Linked DNA regions of Mus musculus: all the other regions are linked to region 2. Evidence: chromatin contacts called from public HiChIP or PLAC-seq and promoter capture Hi-C data. All regions are on one chromosome and are shown on one strand. Each heading gives the region's core, a stretch centred on a gene start, on an enhancer-like site or on the middle of the called end of the contact. The rest is flanking DNA. Distances are from core to core; before and after follow the strand shown.

Evidence for each region. HiChIP or PLAC-seq counts read pairs in DNA pulled down with a chosen protein or histone mark. Capture Hi-C pulls out chosen DNA fragments and counts their contacts.
Region 1: an H3K4me3 HiChIP or PLAC-seq map of neural progenitor cells shows a contact between it and region 2, with 4 times the contacts expected there. The contact joins the enhancer-like site here to the promoter of Arid2 in region 2. A contact is called at or near these places in 3 of 39 promoter capture datasets (cranial neural crest, frontonasal cranial neural crest and hippocampal neurons) and 9 of 115 datasets of contacts at active chromatin or transcription factors (the SCID.adh cell line, SST interneurons, embryonic basal ganglia and 6 more).
Region 3: a contact with region 2 is called in an H3K4me3 HiChIP or PLAC-seq map of embryonic stem cells, with 8 read pairs. The contact joins the promoter of Slc38a4 here to the promoter of Arid2 in region 2. A contact is called at or near these places in 2 of 115 datasets of contacts at active chromatin or transcription factors (embryonic stem cells and stem cell-derived neural progenitor cells).
Region 4: a contact with region 2 is called in an H3K4me3 HiChIP or PLAC-seq map of the SCID.adh cell line, with 9 times the contacts expected there. The contact joins the enhancer-like site here to the promoter of Arid2 in region 2. A contact is called at or near these places in 13 of 39 promoter capture datasets (the 3T3-L1 cell line, the C10 cell line, the HPC-7 cell line and 8 more), 5 of 484 Hi-C or Micro-C datasets (DN3 thymocytes, cortical neurons, double positive thymocytes and 2 more), 27 of 115 datasets of contacts at active chromatin or transcription factors (DN3 thymocytes, the SCID.adh cell line, SST interneurons and 19 more) and 1 of 9 other capture datasets (embryonic stem cells).
Region 5: an H3K27ac HiChIP or PLAC-seq map of double positive thymocytes shows a contact between it and region 2, with 7 times the contacts expected there. The contact joins the enhancer-like site here to the promoter of Arid2 in region 2. A contact is called at or near these places in 14 of 39 promoter capture datasets (the 3T3-L1 cell line, the C10 cell line, the HPC-7 cell line and 8 more), 6 of 484 Hi-C or Micro-C datasets (DN3 thymocytes, the G1E-ER4 cell line, cortical neurons and 3 more), 35 of 115 datasets of contacts at active chromatin or transcription factors (DN3 thymocytes, the NIH/3T3 cell line, the SCID.adh cell line and 26 more) and 1 of 9 other capture datasets (embryonic stem cells).
Region 6: a contact with region 2 is called in a promoter capture Hi-C map of adipose tissue, with 3 times the contacts expected there. The contact joins the promoter of Pced1b here to the promoter of Arid2 in region 2.

The regions. Positions count from the first base shown.
Region 1 is chr15:95,690,141-95,693,377 of GRCm38.p6, forward strand. No RefSeq gene overlaps it. Among named protein-coding and RNA genes, the nearest start is that of Dbx2, 37 kb to the left of the region's middle. Within about 2 kb of position 1,356, at least 25 of the 459 cell types and tissues checked have an H3K27ac peak or open chromatin away from gene starts, as enhancers often do. A contact at or near this core is called in forebrain and neural progenitor cells, where this site is marked.
Region 2 is chr15:96,285,162-96,288,846 of GRCm38.p6, forward strand. It overlaps Arid2 (AT rich interactive domain 2 (ARID, RFX-like)), which reads left to right and starts at 2,361. Exons shown (of 21, transcript NM_175251.4): 1 at 2,361-2,625; 2 at 2,733-2,826. The coding sequence starts at 2,534. Gm38469 (spidroin-2) reads right to left here and starts at 2,237. Exons shown (of 3, transcript XM_011245785.3): 1 at 855-2,237. The coding sequence starts at 2,092. The coding sequence ends at 1,349.
Region 3 is chr15:97,054,476-97,057,924 of GRCm38.p6, forward strand. It overlaps Slc38a4 (solute carrier family 38, member 4), which reads right to left and starts at 1,481. Exons shown (of 16, transcript NM_027052.3): 1 at 1,380-1,481. The region is part of intron 1 of Gm32840 (a long non-coding RNA gene); the gene reads left to right.
Region 4 is chr15:95,712,963-95,716,663 of GRCm38.p6, forward strand. It overlaps the pseudogene Gm8843. Among named protein-coding and RNA genes, the nearest start is that of Gm6961, 37 kb to the right of the region's middle. Within about 2 kb of position 1,844, at least 11 of the 459 cell types and tissues checked have an H3K27ac peak or open chromatin away from gene starts, as enhancers often do. A contact at or near this core is called in the SCID.adh cell line, T-cell acute lymphoblastic leukemia and regulatory T cell precursor, where this site is marked.
Region 5 is chr15:95,733,741-95,737,329 of GRCm38.p6, forward strand. No RefSeq gene overlaps it. Among named protein-coding and RNA genes, the nearest start is that of Gm6961, 16 kb to the right of the region's middle. Within about 2 kb of position 2,206, at least 7 of the 459 cell types and tissues checked have an H3K27ac peak or open chromatin away from gene starts, as enhancers often do. A contact at or near this core is called in the SCID.adh cell line and double positive thymocytes, where this site is marked.
Region 6 is chr15:97,244,806-97,248,358 of GRCm38.p6, forward strand. It overlaps Pced1b (PC-esterase domain containing 1B), which reads left to right and starts at 2,302. Exons shown (of 6, transcript NM_172293.4): 1 at 2,302-2,359. It overlaps Amigo2 (adhesion molecule with Ig like domain 2), which reads right to left and starts at 2,482. Exons shown (of 2, transcript NM_001164602.1): 1 at 2,168-2,482; 2 at 1-1,792. The coding sequence starts at 1,734. The coding sequence ends at 175.

The sequences.
Region 1 (3,237 bases), core at 106-2,605, 600 kb before region 2:
GGACAATCATCGTGCAAAGGTTCCATCTGCCAGCCGATCTAAGGTTCAAAGCCTGGATCGGAGAAATAAGATCTAAAAATAAAGACTAAGGTGTGGGGGAGGGGGAGCTAAACAGAAACGATCTGCATCCTGACGGTTTAGAAAACTTTAAAAAAAATTTTTTTTTTTTTTGGTTTGGCGCTGATGGGTGTGAAGAATTAAAACCTGCACACCCTGCAAAGGATGACTGTCACGTTCACACGAATGCTTCTGGAGGTCCCCAAACACTCATATTCACCTCTTCTGTTTGTTTGTTTGTCTGTTTGTTCTGCCATTTGTGTCTGATTTGTTCGGTTTGCCTTCTTGGTCTTTGCCTTTTGTGACAGCGTCGCGATCTATGGCCCAGGCAGCCCTCAAATTTTCACCAATTATCTTGACTCAGCTCTCTAAGAGCTGAGGTCACAGACATGCGTCACTACCCAGCACATTGATCTCTTCACGAAGCTCACTGCCTTTCCATGGCACACGGAATTTGGGCTAACTGGGTTTTTGAGGACCTGTGCGAAGTACCTACTTTCCTGTATTTCATGGGACTCCAGGGGATTTTGTAAGTTGAGGTCCAAGAGTTATACAATGTATTTTGAAAGGAAACAATATATACATTTAATCATTGCTTGGTTTGGTTCCTTTTCACTTAAATTATTTTTCATACAATTCTTATATTTCCTAAATTACCTCCCTAAGCTTTAAATTGTAACACATATTTAGGAAATTAATTTTCTAGTTATACTTCTAGCATATGCCAGTATTGATCACCGGGTTCAAATTTAAAGTGCCATATCATGTCTTAGAATTTAAATCCATGTTAAACAATGCCCTTGGCTTTCCTTTCCCCCGTGGTATTCGCATTCCTATCCTGGGATTTAAAACAGTATGTCTTAATAGAACATCTGCTTCATGCTAGAAACCAAAGTTAAGAAAGTCCAATGAGTTCATTTTAAAAAAAAGAAAAAAACTTGGAGGGAAAAAATGCACTTTTTACCAAGTTCATTTAAGAGAAAAATCAAAGTTTGCCTTTAAAGAGAGAAAGAGCCATAGCTCGAGTTGAGCCTTTGCCTGGGTGCCAGATGACACTAAGAAGTCATTGTCCTTCCTCGCTCAGGCATAAAGACCCGAAACCCTTTTTCTTTTCTGACTGTTGCCTTAACCGTAATACTCTTCTCAGACAGCAAGATACCTGAATGTCAAAACATTTATCTATTGCTAATACAGGCTCATTTCATGTGAGTGCCTGCCAGGCAGGAACTAGGCTGTCAGCTCCATCCCGTCAAGAAAAGACTTTCAGTCCCAAGGACTGAGTGAGGGCAGGTTCCAATTGTTAAGTCATTCTTGCTTGAACTGAATTTTAAAGTCAGACTCCTGCTGTTAGAGAATGGAGCTCAAAGAGGTTATTTAGCAACTCGAAATGCAATACTCTCGGCTATAGATTTCTGTTCTTGTTATTTATTTATTTTTAAATCTGCGTACTGAAGGAAACTCCAAGCAGCGAATTATTTGTAAGGGTAACCAACACAGCATAATGGTCCTTGTTTTGGTGCGCTCTCTTTGTAGTGATTTATTAAGGGAGACTGAAAGGGGCTGATTAAAATGCATAAACAGTCCGAACAGTAAACAACCATGTCTAAGGATGGAAAAATGGGACCCACATGCTGTGCATGGAAATTGCCCTTAACAACATGGCCTGTTGTTGAACAGATAGGAAGCCAAAGGTTGCCTGTAATCAAATTTGAAGTTTCCCATCACTTATAAAAGCAACACTTCCTCGTGCAAACGTTTCAATTTGTTGTCATTAAAAACTGCTTCCTGGCGCAAGCCTTCCAGAAACTAGGAGGGTTTTGTTTTGTTTTTTGGGGTTTTTGTTTGTTTGTTTGTTTGCTTGCTTGTTTTGTTTTGTTTTGTTTTGACTGTCAGGTGCATAGAAAAATTCACACCGGGAGCACACTAGACCATACAAAGTGAAGCCAAGCTTGTCTACTGAAGGTCAAGTAAAATCTACAGAGTCGGTAGAAGCAAAGGAAAGCAGAATGAGAGCTCAAGATAATTATTTGCTTTCTATTTCATCTGAATGGGAGGGAGGAGACACTTGATAGGTTGGCTGCATGCTCAAATCCCTTCTTTCCCATTATTCAAAATTCAAACAAAAGTCACATAAAATTTAAGAAAAGAAACTGCAGTAAACCAAAGAACTGGCTTTGTCCAGTATGAATCAAGTGCATGAAAAAAAAAAAAAACCCTACTCAAAAGGAAAAATTTAATTAGTAATATGAATTGTCTGGTGGGCTGTTAAATGGATACAGATATGGGCACTATCATAGAGTAATTACTATTTAAATTCATGTTTCTGAAGATGATTGGTTGCTGATTCGGCTGACAAAATGATTAACTGACAAAATGCTAAGTCATGTTTACTCTTTCACAGCACGGATATAATATAGTAGAGTACTGATAAAATAAATTAAGAAAATTTGAATAACTCTTAAAATATTAATTCTGGGGTTGAAGAGATGGCTCAGTGGTTAAGAAAGCTCGCGACTCTTCCAGAGGACGGGAGTTCAATCCCCAGAACCCACTTTTGGGTAGCTCACAACCACTTTCAACTGCAGTTCCAGGGAATCTGGCTCTGTCTATATGGCTTCCACGTGCACCTGCACTCACATGTGCACATACACAGACACACAAATACAGATAAAGCATTAAAAAGTAATAAGTAAACTAATTCTAATTCCTTGAGCATTTTAAAATGTTCTAATGTGATTTTTTTTCAAGGGAATTAAAATGAACATAGAAGTCACTACCTCCCTCCTCCCAACCAAGTTAAAAATCCTCCAGAAAGCTGCTCTTATGCAGTAGTCTGGCCTCTTGTGTTTCTGAATAATAAATAACACTGTAAAAGCTAGCCTCTCGCCACATCTCTATGGCGTTGTGATTTTTTTTTTTTTTGGTGAGACATTTCTAGATTATTGGAGAGTGAACAGTTTCCATTTAACTGCAAACTGCTCCTCAGGAAGATCTTCCAAGCCTGTCGTGGAGATACACCCCTGTGATCGCAGCACTTGGGAAACTGAGACACCAGGATTATGAGTTTAAGGCCAACCTGAGCTTTACAGCAAGACTCTGTCTCAAAACCAAACAAAGAAAAACTGGGAAAGTCTTACCCGTGTCCATTCTACCAGAAGGGAACCAGCATTTGATCCAGGC
Region 2 (3,685 bases), core at 1,111-3,610:
CGGGCCCTCCCGGTCCTCGTCCCTCCGGATCCGGGGCCCGCGGTCACCCCGCCGCGAGTCCAGTCCAGCCCACCCCGCCTCTGCCTTCAGCTACCCTTCCCGTGGCGCGCGGCCTCGCTCGGAGAAGACGGAAGAGGACAGGGCGCGCCGGGCCAGGAGTCGCCGACGTCCTTGGCAACGCGGTCCTTCCCCCCCCCCCACACCCCACGCGGGCTTCCCCCCCGGGTCCGCTGCATCCTCGGCGGAGGTATTCCACGGTGACGGGTCTCTCGCCTCGCGCACAAGATGGGGCCCGGGGAGCGGCCGCCCGGCGGATCCATGGGCGCCGCCATTTTGTGAGGCGCGGCGGCCGGAGCTCGGCTGTGTGTAATGGTTGCAGAGAGTGACCCCCCTCTAGGGAATCCCCGGCGCTGACGGTTACGCAAGGGGCCGTGCGCAAGTGCGGAGCGCAGGGAATCCGCACAGCCCGGCCAGCCCGGCTCGCCGCTGCCCTTGAGGCGGCGGGGGAAGGGGCGGCCGCTGGCCCAGCCCGGCTCTCCCCACCAGCGCGCCTCGCCTCGCCTCGGGCCCGGCCGGCTTCTCCTCCTCCTCCTCGGCCAGGGTCTCCGCCCCTCACAGGCTTGCGAGGCACTCACTGGTCCTCGGGTGTCAGGAATTTGCTAGCCACACCTTATCCCGACCCCACTGAAGACATAAACTTTACTTGGGAAATAAACCCGTTTCCTAGAGTGAGTACCGGAAGCACGCTCCGCTCTATTACATAATTCTCTCTTTTTTTAATATACTCCTCCCCGTCACCCGATAGGTGCTCCCATCGGAAAGACTACCTGAAATAAACCCATCCAGACTCTTACCAGCTTGTGACCTTGGGCTAGTGACTTTGCCACTGGTGGCTGTCTCTAAAATGGGAATCCTAGTAGACCAAAGGAGAAGCATGAGGCTCTCCACATTTGCAGACCGGGGAGGGCTCCAACACCCGGGTAAATGCAAATTTAAGTGGTACTAAAAAAAAAAAAAGATACAAATTTTGAATTCCCTATGTACACATTTTCTTTTTTTTTAAACTGAAAGGGAAAAACATTTTGCCCTCTTTTTCAGATACTAGTGCAAAAAAAGACCTAAGCAGTGTTATTCTCAAAGTTGGGAGGTTATTTCCCAACAGGCGCGATTACCGTTTGCGTACCTCCGGGTTCGGTGCACCAAACCGACCAAAAAAGGGAGGACGAGTGAAAAGCCTTACTCTAGCTCCACAAAAGTAGGGCAGGCAGTTTCCAGCCTATTCGATCCTACAGTTTGTCAAAGTGAGTTTACGGCCCCATCATGGACCATGTGCTCGGCGGGCTTCGTGCTAGCACGATGAAGCCCGGAGGCCAACGCCTCCCGCTAGCAACGTCTCCAGAGGGGGCGAGCGGACTCGTCCGCGGCCGCCGGGGCTGCGCCGAGCGAGCCTGCTTCTCAGTGTGGCCGGAGGCCCGGCGGGCGCCGCCGGGGACGCGAACATCGCCTCCACCCCTAAGCCCGGAACAACCGGTAGTGGCCGTTTCCCCGCGCCGCCCCCCTTTCCGCCCGCTTTGTGTGCGTGTGAAATGTGCTGCACATTGCAGATGAACCCTAAGCCGGGCGAGCCGAGTCTATTGTTCCCCGCGAGGAGCCGCCGCGACCGTGTGGAGCCAGGCGCAGTGCCGCGGCCGGCCCTCGGGGGGCGCTGTGCGGCGCTGGCGGCCCGGCCGTGGCGGCGGCAGCAGAGAACGGGAGGCTGGCGGGCAGGCAGGCAGGCCGGCGGGCGGCGCGCAGCGGCTCGGCTGCCGCCGGAGCCTGTGCCCGGGGACGCCCGGGCCGCCGCCGCCGCCGCCGCGCGTGAATGTGTGCGAGGGCCCCGCGGAGCCGCGGCCCGGATCCACGCTGTCACCCCGCTCTCCACAAGCCACCACACAGACCTCCCCCTCCCCACGCGGCCCCGCCTGCCCCGGCCCCGCCGCGCCGCCGCCGCCGCCGCCGCCGCCGCAACTCCCAGGCCTGCGGCCGCCCGGGCCCCTCGCCTCGGCTCGCCCGGCCCCCGGTCGGCTCGTGCGCCCCCCGGCCGCAGCACCATGTTGAATCGCGTCCCCGGGCCGAGCCGCCAGGGCCGGCGGCGCTGAGAGGCGGCCCAGAGCCGGGCCGCGGGAGGCGGCGAGGCAGGGTGGGGGCCGCGCTCGCCCCGCGGCTCCGCGCCCGGCCGCCCGTCGCCTGCCCCTCTAGTTTCGCTCCCGTTTCTTTAAACTTTTTTAGAAATTCCCCTCCCTCCGGCCCTGCGCTCCCCCTGGCCTCCCGCTCCCTCCTTCCCCTCCTCCTCGCCTCCTCCCCCTCCCTCCTCCCTCCCTGCGCCGCCGCCGCCGCCGCCGCCGCCGCCGCCGCCGCCACCGCCGGCCCATGACTGAGCCCCGCCACCGCCGGCCGAGGAATGGGCTCCGGGCGCTGGTAGGGAGCGCGGGGAGCGGGGGCCGCGTTTGAACCGCGATCTGGGTTTTTTCGGGAGACCTCCTTTGGCAAAATAATGGCAAACTCGACGGGGAAGGCGCCTCCGGACGAGCGGAGGAAGGGACTGGCTTTCCTGGACGAGCTGCGGCAGTTCCACCACAGCAGAGGGTGAGAGCAGGACCGGGGGGGCAGCGCCGGGGCGAGCCGGGGCGAACGGGGGCCCGCCGCGGGCGCGGGGTCCCGGTGACAAGTGCGGGGCTTTCTGTCGCCCGCAGGTCGCCGTTTAAGAAGATCCCTGCGGTGGGTGGGAAGGAGCTGGATCTTCACGGGCTCTACACCAGAGTCACTACTTTAGGCGGATTCGCGAAGGTGAGTGGAAGTTTTAATTTGTATTTCCCTCTCGCTGGCCTGCTCGGAAAAGTCTGCTCCGACCCGGGAGCAGGCGCCCGGGGTCGGGGGGGCGATCGGCGGGACACACGGCGTTCTCGGCGCTCGCAGCCGGTGGCCCACGGAGGCGGCCGGCGGCGGGGCTGTTTTCGGCCTGGTGGCTCGCGTGCGCGCGGCGGGCGCGGGGCTTGGGCGGGCGGTGCGGCCCGGCGGCGGGGAGCGCCCTGCCCGGTGTCCGGCCGGCCCCGCGGGGTCTGAGCGGCGCGGCGGGGAGCGCGGGCGAGTGGAGTGCTCGCCCGCCGCCCGCCGAGCCCGCGGCCCGCCCGCCCGCCCGCGAGTCAGCGCTGCCGCCGCCGCCGCTGCCGCTCTAGCACAGGCGGAGACACAGAGACACACAGACTCTGAGCAGTTTTCGTGCAACTCAAAATTAGCGCGGGCAGGTTTAACATCGATAATCGGCTGCGAAATGATCCCGGCGGCCGGGGGCACAGCCTCGGCCCGCTCGCCCTGGCTTTCTACAGCTAACAAAAGAAAGCAGGACCTGTCTGCAAATAGCCATCTTAGGCTTCAAGGCTAGGCAGAAGCTGTAGGCCTCAAAGAAGGGCCTATGGAGATGGATAGATCTGGGAGAGGGATCGGAGTCGGCCCCGGCCCCGGCCCCCCCAGAGCTCGCGGACGTCGCTGTCCGGAGCAGTATTGATCCTTTTGAACTTTTTTTTTTTTTTTTCTTTACTGCAAACGGACCGCGTTGAGATTTAAAAGGGGGCGACAGAGGGACTTGCGATTGGTTATTGTCCGGGCTTCAAAAACAAAACAAACCCACCAACCCCCCCCCAAAACA
Region 3 (3,449 bases), core at 231-2,730, 770 kb after region 2:
CAGCCCAATCCCCGCGAGGATCGGTTCACAGGAACCCCAACCCGATCCCCGCGAGGGTCCCTCCACGGGAACCCCAGCCCGATCCCCGCGAGGGTCTCTCCACGGGAACCCCAACCCGATCCCCGCGAGGGTCCCTCCACGGGAACCCCAGCCCGATCCCCGTGAGGGTCCTTCCACGGGAACCCCAGCCCGATCCCCACGAGGGTCCCTCCACGGGAACCCCAGCCCGATCCCCGCGAGGGTCCCTCCACGGGAACCCCAACCCGATCTCCAAGAGGGTCCCTTCACGGGAACCCCAGACCAATCCCCACGAGGGTCCCTCCATGGGAACCCCAGACCGATCCCTCCACGGGAACCTCAGACCGATCCCCACGAGGGTCCGTCCCCAGGAACTGATACCCTGAAGAGCCACCTACGCCTTTTCAGCTGTCTGTCCCTGCTCAGTGCCTCAAGGCAAAAGGAGTTCCTTCTGGTTGACCAAGTTGTCTCCTCCCAACTACTCCACGGTCAGTTTCCCTCTCCTCTGAAGTCCTCCATTCATGCCCGCGACCCCCACCCTACCGCGGGGTTTCGGCGCCTACGAGCTGTTGGGTGTGGCGGATCCCCGATCCCACCATGTGGGAAGCAGTCTCGGCTCTAAATCAAATTCTCACTTTGCTCCAGGCTCTTGGGACTCCTTAGAGTCCCCAAGCCTTAGAGTTCGCACTCCGGGAGCATGCTGATCTGCTCGCCGTAAGGCAATTTAACAACGGGAGCATGCTTACAGTCAGGAAATTCAACTACCAACTATCAAGAGACCAGCGAGTCTATTTTAAACCCTGAACCCGTGTTCCCCCACCACCTCCGGCGGGCGGGGGGTCATAGGCACACTTCCAGCAACTCGGGTAGCACCTAGTGGGCACGATCCCCAAGGGTGAGGAGCCAGATCCTAGGAAGGGTGAGACCCTCTTTATAAGGCAGCTGCTATCGTTCAAGGAGGTCCCACAACAAAAATCTCAGAGCCAATAGACCTCCAGTCGGCAAGCCCACACCAGTCTCTGGAGACGGCCACGCAGGCACAGTTCGAATAGGAGCCTTCAAAAAAAGCCCCTCAAGCTATCCCCTCCGCCTGCCCTGGTTTACTTCACTTCTAGTCACTGAAATAACCCAGTTAGCCTGTAGTTCTAAGGTACAACCAACAAATTTTGACCCTACACAGTTCCGAGACCTGAATGCCCCACGTGCGCTTGTCCCCACGCGCGCGCGGGGGCACACACATACACGCGCGCACACACGCGCAAACATACACACACACACACACACACACACAAGTTAGGATCTAGCCCTAAAATTCCACGCTGAGTCGTTTTTTAAGAGAAAATATACCACATTTAACTCACCCGCCTTTCTGTCTACCCTCTTCGGGTTGGAATCCAATGGATGTGGCGGCAAGGGTTAGACCGGGAGACCCTTCCGTCTTCTCTATTGGCTTCCCAAAGAGTGGAAATTTCCATCCTGTGATAGGGGGCAGCATCTCGATCTCCTTTCTTGAGGACCCTCCCTTCCAGCCTAGCCACCAATAGCAGTGCAGGAACCTGATCTGTCAACAGAAACATCTTTCCAGGTGGAGTCTAGCTGTCCAGCTGTCCTTTTAGAGGGAAGCCTGGAGCCCAGAGAGCAATGGAGGCCCCTCCACCCGCCCTGGGTCTTGTTACCAAAGAGTTTGGTGTGAGTTCATTTTCGACTGTGAAGTTTCTTTATTTGGGGGGATTTTCCTGTGTGCAGGATATATCTACATCGTTAAGTAGGTAAAAGTAGTCAGTGTAGAGTATTCGACAAACAACTTTTTCACGGACTACACAGCTTACTGTCACCACATAACACAAAGCAAACAAATAGAATATGGTGGTCACAGTAAAAATCTCTATGCAATACAAGGGCAACCTTGCCGTCACCCACTTGTGAACCTTTCCTGTAATTCTCTTATGGGGTCCTAGTTTAAATATGATTCTGAGTACAAAGGAAGCTATAATAAACTACATTTTCTGCTCGCTAGGAGGGTCTTAAGGAAAAATATGTATATGGAACCATTTTCTGATAAAACCATTTTCTGACACTAAGCATAGTTCCCGCTTCAAAGAAGGTCCGTGTTTATTTAATAAAAGTTGCCATTCTTTTTTGGCAGAAGGGGTTCACTGGTGGAGAAGTGGCCTCTGAAGATTTAACAGACCCACCAGGGACACAGACAGGGCTTTTGGAACTCTCACGCGCCCAACGTAAATTATGAAGAGCTGCCGGTCTAACTGTCTGTCTTCAGGAAGGACACTTAGCTCTTCCCATTTCATAGCTCCTGTATTAGAACAGTACTAGAACATGGCGGCACTTCAGAAAGAAAACAATGTAACAACAGAAACATCTGCATGCTAATAAGGAACACTCAAAACGTTCCATCAGTGATAGATCTCTCTATGTCTCTTGTCTCTATGTGTGTCTCTGTCTCTGTCTTTCTCTCTTCTCTCTCTCTCTCTCTCTCTCTCTCTCACACACACACACACACACACACACACACACACACACACACACACACCTCAGATTATACAAAACAGTTCAACAGAAGGGTAGCAACAGAAGAATATATAACTTCTACCACAGCATGATTTTGTACCACCCCCCCCCCAAAAGCACAATATATATAAGAAATATTTAGTTTCACGAGAGTAGGTTAGCAATCCTGGTCAAATATGATATATACACCCTTTTGGTTTCTCCTGGCAAGAAGTTCAATTTTGTGGAGTTAGAATATAACAGAATAATTTTAAAGTCCCCTTCAGCTTGTTGAAATTGGGTTTTATTTATACTGTGCTATCTCACCATTGCCTCTTTAATAACACGTAAGGAGTGTATGTAGTAAGCTACTAGCAGGTCATAATGGCTGGACCACAATAAAAGGATTTGAGGCAGGAGAAAGATTTCTATCTCTCAGGGCCTGACCTGAGACACAGGAGAAGCCAAGGCAAGCCCATAAACAGAATATCAGTGGGGAAAAAACATGGCTGAAAGCAAATAGTTCCTTCATGCCAGCAGCTCATGCCCGAGAGATGTATAACTGCCCAACTTTTCAAAACCAGGAATCCTAGCATCCATCTTTCCTTTCTTGTCCTTTTTAATTTTTTAAAAAGTATTTATTTTACGTGTATGGGAATTCTGCCTGCACATACACCTAACATGGGCGTGTCTGGTGCTCTCAAGCTAGAAGGTAGTGTCGGATCCCATGAAACTACGATTACAGGGAGTTGTGAGCCACCACATGAGTGCTGGGAATCAAACTCAGGTCCTCTGGAAGAGCAGCAAGTGCTCTTAAACACTGAGTCATCTCTCCAGCTAACTTGTAAATAAACTATTTATTTAATCACCTTAGCTCATACCAAAAAAAAAAAAAAAAAAAAAAATCAAAAGCTATGGTTCATTGC
Region 4 (3,701 bases), core at 594-3,093, 570 kb before region 2:
TGTGTGTGTGTGTGTGTGTGTATGTATATGTGTGTATATATATATATATATATATATATATATATATATATATATATATTTCTTCATCAGAAATGCAGGGATCAGTGAATCTTTTAACTTCTTCCATGTATTGGAAAGAAACCCTGAAAAATGACTCAAATGGAATTTGGTTCAAAGCTAAAGAACTTTGTCAGTAAATGCATAGTCACAGGTGTCAGATATAGTGGGACAAGAACAAGTTGGGAAACTTTGTCTCCATCCTAATAAAAATATTTTTAAATTAGAGGGACATATCTAAGTAGAAAAATGAGAACACTCACTGACTAATTACATTCCTGGAAGAGTACTGGCTCAAGCATTTATAGTGATATAAAGAACTGTCCTTACAGATTACGTTTAGTTTACAATCTCCAGAAATGGTGCACATCTTTAATCTCAGCATTCAGGAAAGAGGGACAGATTGGTCTCTGTGAGTTCCAAGTCAAGCCTGGACGACATAACAGGCTCCAGACCAGTTAGGGATCTCTAGTAAGACCTATCTTTAAAAATGGTGAAAGACGCCAGGCAGCGATGGTGCACGCCTTTAATCCCAGCACTTGGGAGGCAGAGGCAGATGGATTTCTGAGTTCGAGCCCAGCCTGGGCTACAGAGTGAGTTCCAGGACACAGAGAAACCATGTCTCGAAAGAACAACAACAACAACAACAACAACAACAACAAAATGGTGAAAGAAATAAAGAAAAAATGAAAGAAAAGAAAAGAGAGAAAGGGAAAGGAAGGAAGGACAGATGTTTGTGCACACCTATAATTTCAGTGCAAAGGTGGAGACAGAAACAGAAGGATCAAAAAAACTTGGGGACAGCCTCAGGTACATAGCAAGCCAGAGGACGGCTTAGGCTATACAACACTCTATGTCAAAACATTAAAACTAAAATAAGATACAACTTACCCTTAAACTGCACTAGCCAAATCACTGCACACATTTGTGAAAACTGATTAATTGCTGGGGTTTTTTAAAAATAACTTTAAGATACTAAATTTAAAAAGTTTAAAAACTTAACAAAATTAAATTTATATTTCTATTCTAGGAATTTATTCATTGCACACTGTGAAAATATATCAAATTATGGTGAGATTAGCACAACTTTCTCTTCCACTCCGCATGCGTGCTGTGCATATTTCCTTAGACCTTTTGATCAAAGGCATGCTGATAATATTTTCTCAGAGGAAACCAAGGGGTCTGACACAAACTGTCAACGAGAGAATAGCTTTCATTATTGAGAGGAGTAAAGTCAAATTATTCCAGAATGTAGGATGAAACATCAGTCAAATATTCACTACCTTACGAAGAAGATTGACGTTCATCCTAAATTTACCATATGTGGTATAATAGCTTCGCTTGAAACTTCTCCAAATAGAAAGGTTAATTTGAAAACGTGGTGATATAACGTTGCTTGAGGATGTGACATGAAATGCTCGTTATCTATGAGTTTAAAAGGTATGCCTCTAAACCCTGCACCAAATGCCATAATATTTTAATACATTCATATGTCAAAACAACCTGTAAAAAGCACCTGCCCCCATTAAACTAAACAAGCAACAACCACAAGGCGGAGTTCTATAAAAATAGCAGTAGAAGAGGAAGTGGAGGATTCTTGACAGGATTGTGACAGTGACACTCAACTGTGCCTTTTAACCTTCTGCTGGGGATATCACATGAAGGTGGTAGGAAATAAAAATAAGATGAGGTACAGTGATAACTTCAGAGAACTGTGAAACTATCAATGCAAGGGAGGGAGAGATGGCTCAGGCAGGAAGGGCACAAGTGTTGGAAGGGCACTGGCTGCTCTCACAGAAGACCTGGGTTCCAGCCCTTCACCCTCACGGCAGCTCAGAGCCGTCTGTATGTAACTCCAGTTCCAGGAGATCCCATGTTCTCTTTTGACCTCTTTGGGAACTTCAAGTGTGTGGTACATATACAAACATGCAGGCAAAATATTCCGACAAAAAAAATAAAATAAAGTGGAAAAAAAACTTTTTTTTTGTAATGTTAAACAGTGGATGCAAAGAAGTCATTGATAACAAATTTGGGTATTGGTCCTCTGTCTATGCCCGCCGGAGCCTGTTGGTGTTGACTGACCAGAGTCAGAATCATCCGCTCCGGACCTCAGGACCTCTGGACCTCCCCGACCCCAGCCAGTGTCCTGACCTGGAAAAACACTTCAGAATCATGTTTCTGCATCAGTTTCTGCTAGAGCCAATAACCTACCATGCCTGGAACAGGGATGGTACCCACATCGCCCTGAGCCCCAATAGTCATGAAGTGCACATCTACAAGAAGAATGGGAGTCAGTGGACGAAAGCTCGTGAGCTGAAGGAACATAACAGACACATCATAGGTATTGACTAGGCTCCTAAGAGTGATTGTAATATCACTTGCGGGGCAGACCTCGATGCCTATGTCTGGAGTCAGAAAGATGGCAGCTGGAAGCCCACCTGGTGATCCTGAGAATTAACGGTGCAGCCACTTTTGTGAATTGGTCCCCACTTGAGAACGAGTTTGCTGTGGGGAGCAGAGACCCCGATCATCTCTATTTGTTACTCAGAGTTTGAAAATGACTGGTGGGCGAGCAAGCACATGAAGAAGCCAATTCGCTCCACAGTCCTCAGCTTGGACTGGCATTCCAACAATGTTTTGTTGGCTGCAGGCTCTTGTGACTTCGAAAGAAGAGTGTCTTCTGCCTACATCAAAGAGGTGAACAAGAAGCCAGCCAACATGCCCTGGGGCAGCAAGATGCCTTTTGGTCAGCTGATGTCTGAGTTTGGTGGCAGTGGCACGGGCAGCTGGGTGCGTGGGGTCAGCTTCTCTGCCAGTGGGAGCCGCCTGGTCTGGGTCAGCCAGGTCAGTACAGCGCCCGTTGTGGATGCCTCAAAAAGCATGCAGGTTTCAACTCTAAGAGTTCCTGCGGCTGCTTAGTGTGTCATTTGTCTCAGAGAACAGCATTGTGGCTGCGGGCCATGACTGCTGCCCGATACTCTTTAACTAAAATGACCATGGCTGTTTGACCTTTGTGTCCAAACTAGAAGTCCCAAAATAGAACGTCCAGCACAATATGTCTGCTATGGAACGCTTCTGTAACATGGACAGTGGGGCCATTACCGATGACCGCAACCCAGCCTTGGAAACACTGCACCAGAACAGCATCACTCAAGTGTCTGTTTATGAAGTGGGTAAGCAAGATTGTTGCAAATTCTGTGCTACTGGCATTGATGGAGTCGTGATAATTTGGGATTTCAAGATCTTAGAGTCTTCCATCCAGGGTCTCCGGATAATGTGGAGCTGAGCGAGCCTCTGGCAGCCAGGATGAGGCACAGGACTGAGCACACTCTGCCATTCACGTGCCGGTGAGGATCGCTGGCCAAAGGAAACACTGTCACACTGAAGCAACTAGCGTGTGTTTGTGTGGATGTCATGAGGTGTGGCATTCAGAGACAGCAGTGGTTCATTTTGCTTTTTCTTTCATTTCGTTTTGTTTTGGTTTTGCTATCTCATTCCATGTTTGAACAAAGCTTCTTTTTAATTAGTTTATTATGGAAGATTGTTACACTAACTTAAAGGGGAAGGAAAATATGTACATTGTATGCTTTAAAAAAATTAAAGAAAAATCCCAAGTGTGAAAAAAGAAAAAGAAAGAAAGAAAG
Region 5 (3,589 bases), core at 956-3,455, 550 kb before region 2:
TTTCAACAATTGGTGCTGGCACAACTGGTTGTTATCGTGTAGAAGAATGCGAATCGATCCATACTTATCTCCTTGTACTAAGGTCAAATCTAAGTGGATCAAGGAACTTCACATAAAACCAGAGACACTGAAACTTATAGAGGAGAAAGTGGGGAAAAGCCTTGAAGATATGGGCACAGGGGAAAAATTCCTGAACAGAACAGCAATGGCTTGTGCTGTAAGATCGAGAATCGACAAATGGGACCTAATGAAACTCCAAAGTTTCTGCAAGGCAAAAGACACCGTCAATAAGACAAAAAGACCACCAACAGATTGGGAAAGGATCTTTACCTATCCTAAATCAGATAGGAGACTAATATCCAACATATATAAAGAACTCAAGAAGGTGGACTTCAGAAAATCAAATAACCCCATTAAAAAATGGGGCTCAGAACTGAACAAAGAATTCTCACCTGAGGAATACCGAATGGCAGAGAAGCACTTGAAAAAAATGTTCAACATCCTTAATCATCAGGGAAATGCAAATCAAAACAACCCTGAGATTCCACCTCACACCAGTCAGAATGGCTAAGATCAAAAATTCAGGTGACAGCAGATGCTGGCGAGGATGTGGAGAAAGAGGAACACTCCTCCATTGTTGGTGGGAGTGCAGGCTTGTACAACCACTCTGGAAATCAGTCTGGCGGTTCCTCAGAAAACTGGACATAGTACTATCGGAGGATCCAGCAATACCTCTCCTGGGCATATATCCAGAAGATGCCCCAACAGGTAAGAAGGACACATGCTCCACTATGTTCATAGCAGCCTTATTTATAATAGCCAGAAGCTGGAAAGAACCTAGATGCCCCTCAACAGAGGAATGGATACAGAAAATGTGGTACATCTACACAATGGAGTACTACTCAGCTATTAAAAAGAATGAATTTATGAAATTCCTAGCCAAATGGATGGACCTGGAGGGCATCATCCTGAGTGAGGTAACACATTCACAAAGAAACTCACACAATATGTATTCACTGATAAGTGGATATTAGCCCCAAACCTAGGATACCCAAGATATAAGATATAATTTGCTAAACACATGAAACTCAAGGAGAATGAAGACTGAAGTGTGGACACTATGCCCCTCCTTAGATTTGGGAACAAAACACCCATGGAAGGAGTTACAGAGACGGAGTTTGGAGCTGAGATGAAAGGATGGACCATGTAGAGACTGCCATAGCCAGGGATCCACCCCATAATCAGCATCCAAACGCTGACACCATTGCATACACTAGCAAGATTTTATTGAAAGGACGCAGATGTAGCTGTCTCTTGTGAGACTATGCCAGGGCCCAGCAAACACAGAAGTGGATGCTCACAGTCAGCTAATGGATGGATCATAGGGCTCCCAATGGAGGAGCTAGAGAAAGTAGCCAAGGAGCTAAAGGGATCTGCAACCCTATAGGTGGAACAACATTATGAGCTAACCAGTACCCCGGAGCTCTTGACTCTAGCTGCATATATATCAAAAGATGGCCTAGTCGGCCATCACTGGAAAGAGAGGCCCATTGGACTTGCAAACTTTATATGCCCCAGTACAGGGGAATACCAGGGCCAAAAAGGGGGAGTGGGTGGGCAGGGGAGTGGGGGTGGGTGGATATGGGGGACTTTTGGTATAGCATTGGAAATGTAAATGAGTTAAATACCTAATAAAAAATGGAAAAAAAAAGAAAAAGAAAAAAAAAAGAAATAGGAATATAAATAGGAAGAAAAGACAAAGTATCCTTACTTAGGGATTATATGTTTATACATATAAGCAATGTTAAATACTCCACAGAAACTTCTAGAACAAAGCAGCAGATACAAAGTATCCTGACTTAGAGATTATATAACTATACATATAAGCAGTGTTATACACTCCATAGACACTCCGAGAACAAAGCAGCAAGATACAAAATTACACACATGTCTGGAGCTAGATGGCAACACGACTTTCTCAGAGACTCTGATAAAAGGATAAAGGGAACTTTAGTTCTGCGTCCTCATCCAGGAATGGACTTTGCAAGGTCAGTCTAGGGCTGGAGCCAGTGCCCCCTCAGAAAAGTCAAGATGACAGCTTCTGGGGACCCAGCTCTTCTCTCTGAGCTGTGGTTATTGGCCCTTAGACAGCTGTGTCTGAAGTAGGCTGTGTTCTCTTTGACAACATTGTCTGGCTTAGCTCTCTGCTGCCTTTGTCTGATTTTACCCTACAAACAGTGCCAGGAACCAGGCCCAGTGGGGTCCCAGGTGCTGGGGCAGGACAAAGCATCAGAGGTTGATGATCTCTGGCCTTGTTAACTCTCTCTTACTATTCTGTAGCTAAAAGCTGCTGGTTTCTGGCAGCTAACTCCTGCTTGTAGCAGCAGGGGACTAAGAAACAAACTTAGTTAATAGGGATATTTTCTCCCTGATCAAAGGTCTCTCCTGGCCGGGGTGAGAGGCTAGGAGTCCGTTAACTGCTTGTGAACAAGAGAGAAAAGATGAGGAAGAAAGGGAGAATTTAAGCACACAGAGACACACACAAACACACACACTTTGGCCATATCTGACTACCTATCTCAACAATTCCATAACTGCTCATGCATACATACACATATACATACACACATATGTATGTACATACATATAAAAAAACAGACATACGTACATATATACATTTGGTGGGTGAGGCTAAGCCCCCAAATGCCACACTTTATTTCTTCTCTCTGCCCTTCTTATACCTTTTTAGACAAACGTTCTTTATAAAATTACCTCATAGATAAGATGTTCCACAAGAGGGGAGTTCCAGAAGGATGTTGACAGTGAATTCACAGCAGTGTTTCATTCTCGAAGCTCATTACAAGCGCAAAGCAACAGTTTCCCATGGCCCAGCTTTATCATAGTGCACACCCGTGGCTTCACCCTTGAACCTGACCTAGAATGAATGTTTTCCCTTGGTCACAAATTTGTTCCAAGCCTGCTTTCTTACCCTAGAGCAATTGGTCCATGACATCTGAAGGTTGACAATGTCCATGACATTTGCAGCTTTATTCTATAGGAGGCTTGAAATTACTTGTATAAATTTAGGAATTCTATAAAATCATTATTGAGAATTATGAAATCATCAATTGATTTGCACAGCATTGCTATATGAAAGTACATCTTCATATTTGCTCTGCAGAAAATCTGCCCAATAGGGTGAGTTAATGCCCAGATATCATTAGTCTACGTAACAGTGACTAGAAAGGCATATCATCAGCAAAAAGTCATCTTGGGATGAAGTCTCTTGGGACCTTGCCTCTCAGAGCTCATCCATTGCAGACCATGCAAAATGGTGGGCCATTTCCAGAAAACTCATTTGCTTGCCTTAGTCTTTCCTAGATGGTTTCTGACACAGTGGTACATATGATGTTGTACTTCAGGATGCTGGAAGGTGGACATGTCCCCTGTGCGCATGGATTTGAAGAATCAATGCTTTGAAACTGGACCTCCTACCAAAGCCATCTTCAGATTTATAGGAATCTTCATCAGACCTCAATGCCATTCTTCACAGAAACTGAAAAAAAAAATCTTAAAATTTGTATGGAGC
Region 6 (3,553 bases), core at 1,052-3,551, 960 kb after region 2:
GAAGCAACCAGTGTGCTCTGCCTCACTTCCTAGCAACCATCTTAAAAAGACACCATTTGGTTTCATCTCAAAAGACAAAATAGGGTTTTCACCCCGTCCTGCTATTAATTCTTCGGACCAAAGTTAAAGCAGGGAGACTTTAAATCACGACACCAGACGAACACAGGCACCCAGCTAAGTGGATGCCACAAAGGGTGTGTCTGAGAACACGGAATTGACTGAGTCTGAGTCAGACTTTGCCCTGGTGGACTTTAAGATGCCCTCGGCTATAACGGTCTCACTGGGGAAAAGCTTGACTTTGCCATTCTGTCCGGCCGCCGTGTCCTTCAGGGGCTCCAGAAACACGACTCTTTTACCTGCCTTCCGATCGTCAGCAGAGGCATCGCCAGTGGGGCCAGGACTGAGAATGGACGAGTGGGCACTGCTTTGGCTCAGCGTGTTTTTCTGTCTCTTGGCTTTGCATTTGCATGGGCACGGCGTCAGGTACAGATACAGTAGCACTAGAACTATACTGGCCACGCAGGCAGCCAGGGTGGTAAAGGCCGTGTTAAACGCCTCGTGGGCGTGGGATCTGTTTATGGTGAAATTGCTCACGTTGATCATGATATCCACCGTCTCGTTTAACAGCCGCTGCCTGTTCATTGCGATACAAGAATATACCCCGGCGTCCTCAAAGCCAGGGTTCTCTATGACCAGACTTCCGTTGTAAAACACACGAAAGTTCCCCATGTCTTTATCTGGCTCCAGCAGCCTGTTATCGGGACCGACCCAGATGAAATCAGTATTTCCATTGCCAGTCTTGCTGTCACAGTGGACGATCGCCCTCTCCCCAACCTGAGCCTCGTGGATAAAGCCAAGTGCGTGGAAGGAGCCGTTGATAACGCTGTAAGAACAGTTCAGAAAGCTCTCCTGGAGCAGCTGCAGCTGGTGGGAGTGCCTGGAGTCAGACCACAGGCGACAGGTATAGTCATTCTTAAAATCCATCACGGAGCTAAAGTGCCTACGGTACCAAAAGATCAGCAACGAGTACAGAGAACAGTCACATACAAATGGGTTCCCGTGAAGGTAGATGCCTCTCAGCTGTCTCCCCGGCACTAAGTTTATATGGTGCATCGGTATGGAAGGGATTCGATTATAGGAAACATCTAAAAATGTCAGATCAGCCAGCTTGAACCTCCCAGTATACAAATCCATAGGGAACTGTGTGAGAAAGTTCCCACTCAGATAGAGTTTCTGCAAGTGGGAAAGCCCCCCGAACGCTGCGGGGTCCAGATAGGAAATGTGGTTGTTGTACAGCAGCAGTACTTCCAGAGCCTTCAGCTCTTGGAATGTGGCACTCTTTACCGACTTCAGCCTATTGGATGATAAGTCCAGACACTTTAAATTTGGGGTTGTGGAGAAACTGCCCGTGGAGATGCTGGTGATGTTGTTGTGGCGAAGAATTAAGGTGCTCAGCTTGACAAACGACACCGGGATCCAGTCGGCATCCAACAGTCCGATTCTGTTATAGCTCAGATCCAGTCTTTTAATCAGTCTGAAAAGGTTCCCGGGCACCTTAGATAGGTTTTTGTTGGTGCAGCTGACAATGTCGGTGGCACAGATGCAAGCAGTGGGGCACATTCCTGAGGCGCTGGGGCTCACCATCACTGCGATCACCAACAGACACAGCAGCTCTCTGCAACCCGGTTTGACAGCTCTAGGCAGGGTGGGCAGTGTGTGGAACCTTAACGACATTATGGTCGCCTCTGAGTCTCTTGCCAGTCGCTTCTCATCAGCTCAGTCTCCCACCAATCTGGTAACAACATTTAAAACGGGAGAAAAGTACAAGTTAACTGCCACTAGTTAACCCGTTAGAGTTATTCCGTAATTGCTTTCATTCCAATTAACTTTTGAAATGGGTTCCATCTCCAACAGGGGTGGCTTTTTAATAAAGAACCTGTTATATGCATTTTTCCTAGATTACTCCAACTCAGTGAGATTTCCAGGTACCTTCTCTCAATGCGACAGTCTCAGCATGAGAAACTCAGGCTTTTTTGTGTGTTTTTGTTTCTAAAGGATGCATTCTGCCTTAACTCCCTCCACCGACACACACAAAAACACACAATCGCATCCCATAAACAATTGAACGGAAATACTTAGCCAGCCGTCGGTCTAGCCGACCACTCACAGCGCTGGGAAGCCGCAGCGGCTCGGAGAGGCCGCCGACGGCGGTGCGCTCGGAAGGTCCGCGCGTCCGCCTGCCGGTTTGCGCCCCGCGCGCTCGCACCTTCCCTCCAGCTCCCGGTGGGCGGCAGCCTCTCAACTTTGGCGAGTTTCGAGGCAGCGGCGCGGGCTCCCCGGCTCTCTCGCTCGGCTGCAGGTACCGCCGGAGCTCGGCCGCGCCGGGAGCGGGGTGGGCGGCGGGGGAAGCCGGCCCGCCGGTGGCGCTCGCAGGCTGCAGGGCCCGGGCTCCCGCGCCCGCCGCCCGCCTTTTATCCCGTGCGCCCGGGGTCGGGAGCGGGCGGGAGGCGGGTCCCCGCGTCCTCGCTCCTCGGGCGCCGCGGCGGGCGGAGCAGGGGAGGGGGGGCGCAGCCAATCGCAGAGGCGGCCCCGTGCGGGCTCCGCGCCGCCTCTCGGCCGGGTGGGACCGCAGCGAGGCCTGCGACTCTGCACCCCCAGGCCCCGCGCCCCTCGCCCCGCGCCCGCGGGGGAGCCGCCCAGCCCGGTAGGGAGCCGCCCAGGGTGCCGGGGTGCCGCGCGCCGGAGCCCGCGGGCGGTGGCCCGCAGGTGGCACCCCACCCCGATCTCGGAGCCTGGCTTTAGGGGCTGGGGCGAGGGGCCTGGCGGGCGCTGTGCACCGGGTGCTTGCTGGGGTCCCCGCCCGGGTTTGGAGGAGGAGGAGGAGGACAGGAGCGAGGGCCGCGGCGCGTTCCCTCGGGCACCACCGGGGCTTTGCGGGGGGAGGGGGTGCGGAGGCGCCGCGGGGACGCCCCCCGGTTCCCTGGGAAAGTTCGAGCCCTTTTCCTAACTCGGAGACGGCGGCCCGAGGCACCGGGCCCAGCTCTAGAAGCAAAGGGGCAGGAAAGAAGGCTTCCGGTTGGAATGCACAGATAAGGGCATTAGCCTTTAAAAAAAATAAACAAAAAAAACAAAAACAAAAAAAATCCAGAGTCGCGCTGGCGGCTTCAGGACTAGGATTAATTCGGTAGGGGTGGCTACGCAGAAGGACTTGTCCCCTAGAGGCCCTACAGCCACCAGGGCTCCAGTAGACTGAGCTAGCATTCTCGGAAGGCACAAGCTGAACAAGGCCATGTGAAAATGAGGGAGAGAGCTTGAAGCTGGTGGGCTTTTCGATTACAAATCCATTCTTGTTTAAAGGCTTAAACGATGGGATTTGACTGAGCCAAGTGATCCATTTGGCCGTTGTGTACGGATTAAAAGAAATAAATTACTGTCCCTAAAAAACCATGCTAGCCACAGTAGAAGGGCTTAGGGAGCCAATGAAAGGTAGACAAAATTGGGGAGACAGTGAGGGCAGAGCACATGAATACAACTTTAAAAACCAAAATGATCC